Linked DNA regions of Sus scrofa: region 1 is linked to region 2. The links are chromatin contacts, called in public HiChIP or PLAC-seq maps. All regions are on one chromosome and are shown on one strand. The core of a region is the stretch at or near the end of the contact, and the rest is flanking DNA. Distances in the headings are between cores, read along the strand shown.

What was found. HiChIP or PLAC-seq counts read pairs in DNA pulled down with a chosen protein or histone mark.
Region 1: an H3K27ac HiChIP or PLAC-seq map of skeletal muscle shows a contact between it and region 2, with 6 times the contacts expected there. The contact joins two enhancer-like sites. A contact is called at or near these places in 8 of 47 Hi-C or Micro-C datasets (alveolar macrophages, embryonic fibroblasts, liver and 3 more) and 1 of 2 datasets of contacts at active chromatin or transcription factors (skeletal muscle).

The regions. Positions count from the first base shown.
Region 1 is chr2:3,882,313-3,889,339 of Sscrofa11.1, reverse strand. No RefSeq gene overlaps it. Among named protein-coding and RNA genes, the nearest start is that of TPCN2, 220 kb to the left of the region's middle. Within about 2 kb of position 2,154, at least 51 of the 83 cell types and tissues checked have an H3K27ac peak or open chromatin away from gene starts, as enhancers often do. A contact at or near this core is called in liver, mesenteric adipose tissue, retroperitoneal adipose tissue and 1 more, where this site is marked.
Region 2 is chr2:3,780,178-3,787,153 of Sscrofa11.1, reverse strand. LOC106509289 (a long non-coding RNA gene) reads left to right here. Exons shown (of 2, transcript XR_001306690.2): 1 at 1-3,522; 2 at 3,627-4,702. Among named protein-coding and RNA genes, the nearest start is that of CCND1, 150 kb to the right of the region's middle. Within about 2 kb of position 4,498, at least 27 of the 83 cell types and tissues checked have an H3K27ac peak or open chromatin away from gene starts, as enhancers often do. A contact at or near this core is called in liver, mesenteric adipose tissue, retroperitoneal adipose tissue and 1 more, where this site is marked.

The sequences.
Region 1 (7,027 bases), core at 905-3,404, 100 kb before region 2:
GCACTGGGTGTCTGCTGGCCGTCTGCTGGGTGCTTGATGGGTGCCTACTGGGTGCCTGCTGGGTGTCTTCTGGATGCTTTCTGGGTGCTTGCTGGGTGCCTACTAGGTGCTAGGTGCCTGCTGGGTACTTGCTGGGTCCCTGCTGAGTGCCTGCTGGGTGCTTGCTGGGTCCCTGCTGAGTGCCTGCTGGGTGCTTGCTGGGTGCCTGCTGGGTGCCTGCTGGGTGTCTTCTGGGTGCTTGCTGAGTGCTTGCTGGGTGCCTACCAGGTGCTAGGTGCCTGCTGGGTACTTGCTGGGTCCCTGCTGAGTGCCTGTTGGGTGCTTGCTGGGTGTCTGCTGGGTACTTACTGGGTGTCTGCTGAGTGCCTGCTGGGTGCCTGCTGGGTGCCTGCTGGGTGTCTGCTGGGTGACTGCTGGGTATCTGCTGGGTCCCTGCTAGTGTCTGCTGAATGCTTGCTGGGTGCCTGCTGAGTGCATATTGGGTGCTTGCTGGGTGCTTAGATCCTGGGGCTGGGGCCTGGCTGGCGGGGCACCCCTGCTCCCACTGCGATTCAGGCCCTTCGTTGGGAGGATGGCGAGGCTCCCCGAGGTCTTCCTCTGTGCCCGCAGCTCACAGCCCAGCCTCATTGAACCCTGTGACAACTCCGTGAGCTGCCAGAACCTCCATTTGACGGATGAGGAGACTGAGGCCCAGAGAAGCCCTATGACTTGCCCACATCCAGGACCCTGCTGCCTTCCCTCCTCTGTCCCCCCTGCTCTGCTCCCCCTCCTTTCTTCCATCTCTCCCCTTCCTCCTTTTTATTTTTTCAGCCTCATCCCAGGCTAGGGGCTGAATGGGAGCTGCAGCTGCCGGCCTACACCACAGCCACAGCCACGTCAGATCCGAGCTGCATCTGTGACCTACACGGCAGCTTGCAGTGATGCCAGATTCTTAACCCACTGAGTGAGGCCAGGAAGTGAACCTGCATCCTCATGGACACTATGTTGGGTCCTTAACCCTCTGAGCCACAATAGAAGCTCCTCTTCCTCCTTCAGTTTTTTTTTTTTTTTTTTTGGATGCACCTGCTGCATGTAGAAGTTCCCGGGCCTGTGATGGAGCCACAGCAGTGACAAAGCCAGATCCTCAACTGCTAGGCCACCAGGGAACTCCTCCCTCCCTCTTTTACTGTGTAATTTTTTTTTTATTGCGTGCTCACCGTGTGAGGGCACCAGCCAGGTCTTGGGACTATCAGGGTGACCAGGCCCTCCTAGGCTCTCGTAAGCTGCTTACAGGCAGGATGACAAGCAGGTTGGTCCCCAGGCCGACTCTGGCATTTTGGTGGTGGTCCCCTGGAGAAGTGTGTGCCATGGGGTTCTGAGGCAGGATCTGGCTTGGAGAAAGTGTGCTGCAATCCATTAGTGATGTCTGCCATGCACAGAGGTGCAGGGGCAGGGGCAACTGTGCTGTCTTGTAGGTCCTGGACCAGCAGAACCTCTAAAATGCATCCTGGCAGCACTGGGTGCCTTGCCTGGGCCTCCAAACCAATTCAGCCTTTTTTCTGTCTGTTTTCAGGTGAGAAAGCAGATTCTGTCTGTGGTCTCACAGCTCATCTGTGGCAGAGCTGGGATCTGAATCCAGGTTCCAAGGATCCCAGTTTTCCGTGGTGTCATGCCCTCTTTATTTTGGCCACTAGGGAGCTCAGAATGGAGCTTTAGCCTTGTTCTTCGGTGCCACATTAGCCTAGGGCCTGGGGCATTTTTGTCAGCCCCTCCTTTGGGCTTTATCCTCTCTGCTGGGCCTCCCGTGGAGCAGGCCGGACATAAGTTATCAACTATAAATAAAACCAAGACTTCCGTTCTGGCTCTCACTTTAGTTTCCTGGTGCATTTTTTTTTTTTTTTTAATTCCTTAATGGGGTAGGGCGGGGTGCGGAGAAACTCTTAATGGAAGATGACGTCATCATCAGCTGGCCCTGGGGGGGCAGCCCCCAGCCCCACAGGCCCACGCGGGGCCCTGAATGCTCCCATTATGAGGGGTAACCTCATTACACAAGCCGGGCTGCACGGTGGAATTTCAAATGGGGTTTTGTGGTTTCTGCCCTTCTCAGCAGAGCGCACACAGGCAGCTGCGGTCACCCGGCTTCCTCTGCCGCCGCAGCCCTGGCACCCGGCCAGCCCGGTGACCACCGGTTCCACCATGAGTCAGTTTCATTCTTAACTTTCTGACTCAGGCCCCTTTAAAGGGACAGCAGAGCCGATGCCTCTGGGCGGGTGAGCAGGGGGAAGCGGACGGGGCCCAGGAGGAAGCTTGGGGGTCTGGCAGGCAGCCGGCTCCGGAGCTGGGCCAGCGGGCCCTGCATCCCTCCGCCTTCCCTCCCCGGGGGAGGGGGTTTCCTGCCTGCTCCGGGCGAGGGGGGCTGTGGTCTCTCCCCAGAGGTGACCATCTGCGGGGCGGGAACCCCCGGGGCACTGGGCGCCCTCGCTTCTTGCCGAGAACCCCACTCTGGCCCAGGAGGCCAACGCAGCTTCGCAAACCTCCCTCTCCAGCCTGCCTGCTTCTCCCCACACTCCCCATACATCGTGCCCTGCCTCCTGGGTGGGGCAGCCCCTCCGCCCCCTGGCATGCTTGGCCCGGCTGCTCTGTGGTTCTCCTTGAGGGCACCTTCCTGTCCCGTGTCCCCCCCCCCACTCCCCTGGTGCCCTGCCAGGCCCTGTCACAGCCACTGGCTGGATCTCTAACCCATCAGTCTGTTCAACTTGCTCGTGCGTATTCACTGGCTCCCGCCACCCGAGGCAGTCCGCAGGGACAGACACACAGGGACACAACACGGGCCCCGGCACACAGTGGGTGCTCAGTGTGGTTCTTGGAAGAGAGTGGCCGAAGGGTCCTCCGTAGCCGTCCCCTTGTCGAGAGTGGGGTGGCTGTTCGCTGCAGAGGGGACCAGGGCCCAGGCGAGGTGACCAGTGCGTGATCCCGGGTCAGGGGGCTCCTGCTGGGTCAGGGCCTGTAATTCGAACCCCTTCTCCCCCCACCCCCCGGGGCTGGTCTCAGCATGAGTCCTTGTGGGGCGGGGGAGGGGAGGGAGCGCAGAAGAATTTCCTTCTTTTTTCCTCCGTCTGACTCACACTTGGGTTTTGAAGTTCCCCTTCTGGTCAGCGCTCCTGCTGAGGTTACAGAGTGGTCAGGCAAGGCCGGCAGGGCCTGGGTGACAAGAGGGAGCCAGGCCTTGGTTTCATTCACAAAACAGGACCTGCTCCTGCTTCCCGTGTCCTCCCAGCTCCCGTGGCGTTTGCAGGTTTGCAGGGGGCGGGGTGCTCGTGGGGCTTTAAGGGCCCCGAGGTCGTGCATCCATGTGGCCTGAGTCCCTCTGGGCCCCTCCTTCCTGCCTCCGGGTTCACTGTCCCTGGAGGCTGGGGCAGAGACGCGAGGTCGGGACCGGTGACAGAGGCCTCGGTGCTCCTCAGGCGGGCACCTGCCTCCCGTCTGATGGTCTCCTGCCCCTCGGGGTTCCCGCCTCCTCGGCTGGGATGGACCGAAGGACAAGGGAAGACGAAGGGCCAAAGAAAAGGATGCAATGAGGGCCCGGACTCCCAAACCCAGCCTCGCGCTCCTCCCAGGGCCAGCAGGAGCCCTGGGGTCTTGCCAGCATCACCCATTCTTCGTGCATCAGCCGGACCCGGGGTACCCCGGGTCCTGGGCACTCCTGGCACATCGGCAACTTGGCACAGTCCCGCTCACCTGAGCCGCCAGTCTGACGGCAGAGGCAGACACAGGCAGCCAGATGGTGAGAACACAGGGTGGGCAGTGCCTTAGCAGGAGACATGGAGAGGAGGGGTGGCCGGGTCAGGGGATCAGAGCAGCTTTCCAGGAGGAGGGGCTGCTGGGCAGACCCCCGAGGGTGAAGAGAGACTAGCCAGGGGGTAGGGGTTGGGAGAGGTGGTGGCCTCAGGCAGGCGGCTGGGGACGAGCAAAGGCTTGGGAGGGAGAGGCCCCCAGCATGTCGTGGAGGCCGGGAGAGGCTTCCGGGCAGCTGGGGAGAGACTGGGCTTCAGGGTGAGGCCCAGCATGGGGAGGCTGAGGCCGAGAGGGAGGCAGGGGCCCTGCTGAGCCGGAAAGCCAAACCCAGCAGCTCAGACGTTTCCCAAAGACGGCGAGGAGTCCTGGTGGGCTTGGTTTGCTTTGGGAGCTGGCTTCTGGGTGCGTCCTGGAGCAGGGGAGGGGGCAGGGGCTGGCTGCCCGGGCAGGGGGCCTGGCCCCGGAGGCCTTCCGCCAAGGCCTTGCCCGAGTCGTGGGGCTGCCCCAGAAGGATGCCGGGGACACAAGGGAAATCTAAGGGCTGGCACCTCAGCTGGTCTGGGAAGAGATGAGGCAGGTGGAAACAGGGCAGGCCTCAGCCCTGAGCCTGAAACCAAAGAGACGGGCCGGTGGAGCGAGAGCACAGCCAGCCCGCTCCCGCCTCCCAGGGCCTGGGGCCTCTCCCCAGAGCAAATCGGTGTCCCTAGAAATCTCCCTAGAGACTCGCAGCAGCTCTCTTGTCCGCGGCTCCCCTGACTGTGGATGCCCAGAGCGGCCGTCCACTGGCCAGTGGCGTTGGTCCCTGCCCTGGCTTGGCCACGCGGGTACCGTACTGAGTTGTGAGCCCCACCTGTCAGTTGCGGCCGTTTATTACTTGCAGAGATATTGGCTACCTTGCTTGGGTCTCCCAGTTAATAACGGAGAATGATAACATAGCAGGTAAAATAAAAGAGGTTGGCAGACTCTGAGAAGGGACTCGTAGGGTGTGGCCCGAGGAGGGGGGTGCCGGGGCCCCATGTCTGGGGCCTCTCTGGACCTCTTGCAGGGATGGGTTTCTCAGTGGCAGGGGGGGGAACCCCATCCGTTCTGCCGGTCTCCCCCCACTGGCCACGCCTCCTGCAACAAACCCCCGGGGCACCATGGTGGGTTCTTCAGCAAAAGGTGTCATGTTGACCTCATGCCCCCCCGCCCCTCCCCCACCAGGTGGGAGGAGACTGAGGGCTCTGGAGGACAGTCCTGCCCAGGGTGGCACAGGGCGGGGTGGTCCAGGGGCCTCTCAACCGCCCTCCTGACCGTCCCCTCCAATTCGTGGTGGCTAGAGGCACTACATCCAATCATAGGAGAGAAGCATTTTGAGATGCAAAAGCTGTAAGATCTTATTATGATTATGGAAAACACAACCAATCACAGCTTTAGGAGGCTGAGCTGCTCCTCTGGAATTCCCTCTTATCCAGCGATCTCAAAGCACCGGCCAGTCCAGAATTAATTAGGCCCTGCAGCCAAGGACTGCAGACGGTACCCAGGCTCACGGGGAGGGGCAGGCTGGGGCCAGACAGGAAGCAGCAAGCGTTGCTCATCCTTCTGCTGCCCGAAGGCACGGAGCCTGCTGTCCCTGCAAGATGGCAGGGGAGTGGGGGTTGGGGACCTCTCCTCCCAACCAGGTGAGGGATGACAGACAGCAGGCAGAAGACCAAGCTCCACAGCCAGCAAGGAGGGAGGCAGAGGACATTTTGCCTGGTCTAGAGCTTTCTGGGTCCAGATCCCAGCTCCTGAAGGTCACGGGCCATGACCTGAGCTACAGAGGCTACTGGGATGGACGGGGTTTGGTGGCTGGAGAGGAGGGAGAGGGCCATGGAAGAGTAGGCTGTAGAGGAAAAGCACAAGACTAGCCGTGCTGTTAAGGCTTACCAAGCTTGGTTCAGTGAAGGATGGGTGGATGGACGGATGGACGGATGGATGGATGGACGGATGACAGTGTGGATGGATGGATGGGTGGATGGGTAATGGATGAATGGGTGGGTGAAGGACAAACCTTGGATGGATGATGGGTGGATGGACAACTGTGGAGAATGGGGTGTAAATGAACATAGGATGTGTGTGTGTGTGTGTGGTCCCAAAGGGATGCTGAGGATGCAGCCAGTCCACAACGAAGGGGTCACAGATGGTGAATGCATGGATTGGTGGCTTGGTAGACAGTGGACTAAGCATGAGTCCACCTCAAAGAGGGAATGTGTCCATGGGAGACGATTCTAGCTGAGACCTCGGTGGACCTCCCTGATGGAGTGCGGGCATGCATGCATGGTGCCCACGGTCTCTACCACTTGGGCAGCAGCCTGGGGATCAATGATCCAAGCTGGGACCAGGGGGATTAGACCCCCTCTTCCTGACTTAGCTTCATGGGCTCCTTGGCTGGTCGCCTCCCCTCTAGGTCTTGCTTTCCCTGCCTGTGGAGCAAAGATGCTGGATGAGATGGGCTTCTGAGGAGCCTCCTGGGTCCTCTGGGAGGAAAAGGCAGCGGCTCGGCCCCTCTCCCCTCCTGCTCCTTTCCCGGACTCGGTCCAAGCACCTGCCACGTGCCCTCCTCCCCGCGTTCTCCAGGCATCTGGGCACAAAGCCAGAGGAGGGACAGGCCCTGGGAGAGGAGAACGGGCCTCTGCCCAAGGTGGGAGGCTGAGGGGCTGCTGTGGCCACAGACGGCCATTCGCAAACCCCTGGCCGCCTCCAGGCTGAGTAACCCTGAGTCACCGCTGTCACTTCCTGCCACACATTCCTTCATTCATGCGCTGTTTCACCCCGAGGGCCACCTCCCTCGAATCTCCTCGGGCAGCTGCCAAGGGTGTGGAGGGCACTTGGCCTGCCCTGGCTGGCTGGACCAAGGGCTTGGTCCCTGGAACCCTGGCAGGGAGAGAGGACCAGACAGTGTGACTTCTCAGGAAGGGGGCGGACACCCCCTGAGCCCCACTTTGGCCGCGGAACTCTCTGACTCTCCCTGGCCAGGTGCCTGCGGATGGGTGGGGCAAGTCCTGGCCTCCGGGAGGCCCTGGATCTGCCACCTCGAGATCTGGGGACCTGGGAACACAGGGCTTCCCCAGCAGAGTGGATTTCACTGGGCCGAGGGGAGGGACGCGGCCCACCTGCTCCCCTCACCTCTCTCCAGCCATTCATTCATTCATTCACTTGGATCGTTTGTTCGTTCCTCACATATTTCCTGCATGCGTTCAGTGTCCCGGCACTGCGTCAGCCCTGGAGAAAC
Region 2 (6,976 bases), core at 3,249-5,748:
AGTCTGAATCTGTAGCTGTGGCCCAGACCCACACAATTTCATCTTCTTGGATCTACATGGGATCCGGTTTCCAGAGACAGAGTGAAAGGTGTACTTATGTGAGATGGCGGGTGGGTTTCGCAGCCCCGGCTCCAGCAAGGATGCTTCTAAAAGGGCTGTTGACGGCCTGGTTGTGGTCCCCGCAGGCCTGGCCCTTCAGATTCCAAGGGCCCCAGATGACAGCGTGGCCAGGGAGAGGCCCAGAACGCCACACATCTGGTCTCTTAAAAGGGAAACGGCCAAGTGGAATGCTGGCCTCATCTTCCTGCAGGATGAATCCCTGGTTTCCTCTTGCGATACAGCCAGTGGCTTAAACAGCACTCTCACAGGTTGAGCTATATTTGGGGAGCTGCCCTTGAGCAGTCAGGAGGAGGAATGATGTCAGGTTTTGCACCCGATGTGCCCTGATCTACCACGTGGCCTCCTCTCTGAGCCTCAATGTTCTCCTCTGTAAAATGGGCATAAGAACCCCCAGCCCTTGCCACTGTGAGCGTCCAGGAAAATAAGCAGGTCAGGGGTGTGGCACTCAGTCGCCGACACCCGCTGTTGGGATGAACTCAGCAGTGGCCAGCTAAGAGGGCCAAGACAGGGGTGAAGTTCCATTTGGAAGCCAGAATGGAGACCCAGCGCAAGCAGTGGGCTCTGGAGCCCTGGGGACACCCCTTCTCCAGCCGCTCACACCCCCAACGATGCGCTGGAGCCACTGGGGGCAGGCGCACGAGGGGAATTTTTCTCAATGGAAAGATTTCTTCACAGCAAGTGTTTCGCAAACCCCTCCTGGGCTCTTGATAATGAATCTTGGCTTCTTGACTTCCAAGTGTGTTACGTAAGCCTAAGAGCTTGGTCAAAAAAAAAAAAAAAAAAAAAAACGGTATGTAGCTTGAGATAGCAGGCAGGCAGGTTCTGCAGCTGTTCAAACTTCCAGCCACCTTCCCAGGCGGAGAGGAGTCCCCGCGTCGGGCCTGTCAGGACCAGGCTGGGGAATGTGAGGCATGAAATCAGGGAAAGGGGCCAAAGAAACCAGGACCGCAGAGCAGACTCAGGGCGGGCCTCTCACAGGCCTTTCTAGATGGCCAGCGCCCCTCCCCCTGGCAGCACCCCAGATTGTACCCCAGTGGCTTCCCTGTTTGGGATGGGCAGAGAAAGCCCCCGCCCAGCCCGCCCCCCCACCCCCAGAGCCCATCACGTTTGGCTCTGCAGCACCCATGCAGCAAGAGGGGGGTGCACGCAGAGGCATGGGGAGACCAAGGCCTGGGGACAGGTGGGGTGATGATTGTCCTCCGAGGCTGGTCCTTCCAGAGGCCACGTGAGCCTGGGAGGTGGAGGCCACTGAGAGCAAATAAAGGAAGCGGAAGAGGAGCTGGGCCGACTGGGGAAGCCAGATTTCGCCACTTCTCACTTCTGCTCTGGGCTGAAGGGCCTTCCCTTTTCATCTGTTTCCTTAAACTACAGGTGTTGGGGTAGAGAGGCCTGTGGGTTTCCTAATCTGCCTCTTGTCCTGGCTTTGGCAATGCAGATCAAACACAAAGTCTCAGTGATCCATTGCCATGTGGGGTCAGAGGTCTGGTTAAGCCCTGGGCGACTTCGGCCTGGTCACTTCCCTCCCTTGGTCTTTCTTAGTCATGAGCCAAATGGGGACTCCAGTGGACACTTGCTATCCAACCAGTGGAAACGGGCCTGAAAAAAACCTTAACAGCCATGCAGATATCGGGTATGTTAAAGTACTACAGCATGTGCCGTGGCATTCGGGCGTTATGAGCATCGCCAGAAAATGTATTGGTCAGAATGGGCTAGGTCCTGCTGCAGTAACAAACAGGCCCTGGATGTCAATGACTGAAATCAGCATCAGTAGTAGGTTTCTGTAACGGGTCAGAGAGTAAATATTTTAGGCTTTGTGGGCCATGCTCTTGCAACTCCTCCACAATGATTGTAGCACAAAAGCAGCTCAGACAGAACAGAAATGTGTTCCCCTAAAACTTGATTTGCCCAAACAGAGGGTGAGCCCAGATTTAGCCTGGGAACTGTAGTTTTCTGATTCTTGGCTTAAACCAACAAAGACATGTTTCCCACCTATGCTCCACCTCTAAGGTGGAGTGGGGTCTGCATAGCGCACGCTCCAGGGACCCCAGGGATGGAGAGCCATCTCCGAGACACTTCGGCCATCTCCGAGACCAGATTCGTGTGCTGGTTCTTAAAACTTCTGCTCGTATTTCATTGGCCAGGCAAGTCCCTCAGCCACACCTGACCTCCAGGTGAGAACAACCCTATCATTTGCCCAGAAAGCAGGCGGCTGGAATCGTTCATCTGATCTCTCAGACGGGGAGACCTCACTTCTGGTCCCGTCCTCTGCCACCTGCCAACTCTTGCCATATCCTTCCGGTCTCTAGCCTTCCACTCCCCACCCGTGAAAAGGGGGCATCTTTTCTGGATCCTCTCAGGCCTGGGAGCAGCACCCCCGCCATGGGCCCCACTTTTGCAGGCAAGGGACACGGATTCCATTTCCGCAGCACATGACCCACGTGTTTGTGTCCCGGCAACGTCATACGTTGAAGCCCTTCCCCCAAGGTGACAGCATCAGGAGGCGGAGCCTAGGGGAGGCAGTGGGGTTAGATGAGGTCCTGAGGGCAGGGCCGCCTGGTGGGAGTAATGCCCTTACCAGGAGCGGCTCCCTCCACCTACCTGACTCTGAGTCTGCTGTCCGAGGGGTGAGCCCATCCCAGCCCCCATCACGCCCGGCACCTGCCTCTGAAGCATGGCGGCAGCTCAGAGAGGCCAGCGCCAGGCGGCTCATGTGTGCGGGCGACTCCACGCCAGGCCACATCTCTTCCCCAGCCCAGCCTGGCCATCTGCAATGCAATTCCCTCGGGAGAGCAGCAGGCCCTCTGCGGGGTCTGGAGGAGTCCCTTCCTTTGCCTCCAAGGGAGAATCCTCTGGTTCTGCAAGCTCTTCTAGGCGTCTCTGCGGGAGCTGCCGAAACAGCTTCTCGATGGCCCCATGGATGGAATCTTGGGAAAACCAACTTCTGGTTCAAAACGGAGGAAAATGATAAAGACGCCTTTTGGAGTTTGAAGAGATTTCCCCTTTAAGAGGGAGAGCTGGGCTTGGGAGCGGGTGGGACAAGCACAAAAGCAGGACCTGAGGGGCCTGTGGCAGCCCTTCTTGCGGGAGGAAGCTCTTATAAAGGGGAAAGTCTCTGCCAGGAGAAGTGGAGATTCTAAACATAGATCCCGGGCCACAGGGAAGTGAAAATCTTTCCTCATCCTGTCCCGGCCCTCGTGGTCTCGCGGCTTCCATCCCCCATGGCAACCCCATCTCTTCGGCTTCTGACGTTTGGGGGCGGGTGGAGGCACCCCAAGCGAGAGAATGGTCAGGACAACAGATGCTGCCTCTTTTCTGGAATGATGGCATCAAAATGCAGCCTAATGCAGATGGGCAGCATGCACCAGCTGCGGGCCGGAGTGCAGACACCAGGGCTGCAGGAAGGTGGCTCCGTGGCCAGCGTGGGTGGCAGCTGTGCTGGGAAGGGCTTGGACCGGGCGAGCGCCCACTCAGAAGCAAAGCTGACTGTCTCCGTTTCCTTTTCTTAGGCTCTGAAAGCCCTGGGCCACGGCTCTGAGCCCTGGGTGTCACTCTGGACCTGAAGAGATGGGCCATCCATCCTTCAAATGGGGCCTGTCACCTACAGGAAGAGGGGGGCTGTCATGCGACTCGCTCAGGTCAGCAGAAATCTCCGCTGCAAGGGGTCCCGTCGACCGCATCCATTGGCAGCAGCAGAGGAGAGGCCCCGAGGCCTGAGCGAGTGCACGGCCTGTGATCTGGCCACGGGGACAGCCTGGCCTCTGCTTCCCAGGCCTGCCCGGTGCAGGGGCGACCTCTCTGCTCCCAGCCCCGCCTGCCAGAGGAGGCTGAGTCCTGCAAGCCTCCAGCAAGCGTTTCCGACAGCTTTTCCTGCCTGAGTCAGGGGGCAAGGCAGGATGGGGTCACCTGAGCCCCAGCTCCTAGGGCTTGCCTCCCAAAATAGGCCTTCCTTCCTGTATCCAGGCCTCTGCCGCAGGCCCTGCAGGAAAATGTATGTTTCCAAGGCGGACGGAGCACCTGGAAACTCCAGCTGGCCCCACGCCCCTGGGCCAGGCCACAGCCAAGAGGCCTGGGGCCCTGGGGTGACACCTGGCCATCGCTTCCTCGTGGCTCCTGTCGCTGCTCTGGGTGAACAGTGCGTGTTTGGGGGGCTTGAGTCAGGACAGAATCTGGACGCGTGGAGACTGGCAGGTGGGCGCCCCCGGGTGAGCTCCCTCTGCCATGACCCAGGTGAACCTTCCAGACCAGAACTTTCTCCACGTTCTGGGAGCCTGTGGACCCCCAGCCCAGGCTCGGAGCCTGGGCTGCTGTCCTGGGAAGGCCAGCCCCTCTGCAAGAATTGTCCAGCTGCCCGGGGCATGAGTCACAGCCCGCCGCTCCCGGCAGCGCCCTGCGGATTCAGAAGCCCCAGCCCGTTTCCTGCAGATAAGTGATAAGAGCAGGGGAGCCTGGCAGGGGAGGAGCCCCCACGGGGACCCGCGCTTCCTTCAAAGCCCCCCAAGCGCTAATTAGCAATTCCAAGCATAGTTTCAGCAGCATTTAGGGATTTCCTCATCAAAATAAACTTCCTCCCGTGTTATCTTCATTTTTGGCATCCGATAGGATCCTTTTTTTGGTCTCATGTATTTATTTTTTTCGCTCCAAGACGCAGGGCGCCGCTGCGGGCGGAGGGGCAGGTGAGCAGGCAGAATGTTTGAAGCGGGGCCAGTGGGGCCCCAGGAGCCCATCCTTCCCCACCTCCCACCTCCCACCTCCCACCTCCGCTGGGGCCTCTTCCCTGGCAAGTGGCGGGTTTCGGTCCCACGTCTGCTCTGGGCGGTTGTGAGGCCCCCTCGCTCCGTCAAGTGTCCAGTTTCGTCTCTTTTTAACTCCTGAACCCTCTCAGGCCTGGGGGTGCCCGTCTGCCCTGCAAACCTTCGGCCCTCAGGGGGGCATCAGCGGGAGCTGGCCAGGACAAGCCCGGGGGCCAGCCTGGGGACGAGCTCAGGGACTCATCCTCGGGGCCCCGTGGGGCCGAGTGGTGCAGAGCACAAGATAGAAGCCCAGTGGAAGGCCGTTTAGAGCCGCACCGCCTCCTGGAAATGCGAGCCCTCCGGTCAGAGCTGGGGGTGTGCAGCCCGCAGCCAGGCATCCCGGACGCTGCTTCCTGCGACTCTGCACAGGCCTCGGAGGGCGATTTTTAGCCACAATGGGCGATTTCCTGAAGGATCTGCTGATGCCGGGAGCTGACAGGCCTCTCTGGGCCCGAGATGAAACCAGATATAAGACAAGTTTTGTTTGGGGCTGGGCAGTGTGTCAGGACGTGAGGCAGAGGTGGATAACGGAAGCAGGGTCGTCACTCGTCCTTTGGGGGGAAACGGTGTCGCCGGGAGGCCCCCATCAGCGCTTCTGAAGACCGCTGAGCAGGGCTGGCCGGGGCGGCACCCCCTGGCCTCCGGGAGGAAGAGGCTGCCCGCCCGGCTGGGGCTCCTGATACCAGCCAGGGCACCTTCGTCCAGGCTGGAGCCCAGCTCACTCAGGAGTGGGAGGGGGCTGTGTCACCGGGAGCGGAGGCTTGCTATGACCCAGGGCTGCTCGGCGGCGGGGGGAGCCCAGAAGCCCCACACCTATAGCCCAGTGGGAGGCAAATGAGGAAGAAAGAAAGAAGGAAGGAAGGAGGGAGGGAGGGGAGGAGGAGGGAGGGGAGGGGGAGGGAGGGGAGGAGGAGGGAGGGGAGGGGGAGGGAGGGGAGGGGGAGGAGGGAGCCAGGTGGCACCGCACTGGTTTAACTGTATAGTTTTAAGGCTTTTCCTATTCCTTTTTTTTTTTTTAAGAAAAGACAAACACAAAGACCTTTTGAACCCCTCTGATGGCTGCAGCTCAGCCCGCCGTCCAGGAAGCCTGTTTCTCAAGCCGGCAGGGAGCTGGCCCACCCTGCGCAGCGGCAGGTCTGCAGAGCCCCCGCCTATACGGCTGCAGAAGAGGCCCAGGCGACGGTGCTCTGCCCACACCCCAGAGGCCCCCGTGCCCAACGCGGACCGCAGGCTCCTCTCGGTGGAGGGCTGACCGGCCTTGTCTGCAAGCCCCCAGCCCCAGCCAGCCTCAGACCACAACCCCAACAACAAATGATAACAGGCACGGGGTGTATAAAGTGCTGCCACGTGCCAGACCCGGGCCGGCCCCTTCGAGGTGGCTGGGAAGGAAAGTGGACATCAAGGCTGAACTGAAGCTGGCAGGGCTTGGGGGGCAGGGTGGGGGCAGGGAGAGGACTGGGGCTTTTCCATGGGAGGGGGCAGTTCGGAGGGAAAGGGAGCCATTCAAAGGGGATTTCGAAGACATTTTCTGTGTCACCGTCAATGTTGCTGCCTGCTCATCACCTACGCAACCCCTCCGTCCCAATGTCCCTCTCTCTGCTAACAGAACGCAGGTTTTGTTTGGGATGGCGAAGGGCTGATGGGTTCACTCCCAGCTGCCCCTGCTGTTGGGGTGGCCGCAAACCCAGCTTGGGCCAATGAAAAGCCAAAGTCTGCCGAGGGGGGTCCTGGGGACGGGTTTCCTCACCCCATTTAGACACTGCTCCTTACTCCTCATTGCTCTTCCTGCGAGAGAAGCTGAAATCATGCCTGGAGGCACAGCAGCCATGTTGCCACTGTGAGGACAAGAGCCATGGTGAGGCAGGAAGGCAGGAGAAGCCTGGACCAGTGGAGGCAGGGAGGGACTGCCACACCTGCTCGGAATTGCCAGCCCCTGGTAGACAAAGATACCACCTGTTTAAGTCTCTGTCGTGTGGTTCTTCTTACCTGCAGGCAAATGTGCCCCTTTGTCATATGGCCACCAAATAAACCAGGGCCAGGCCACCTAAAGTCACAGAGACCTCCAG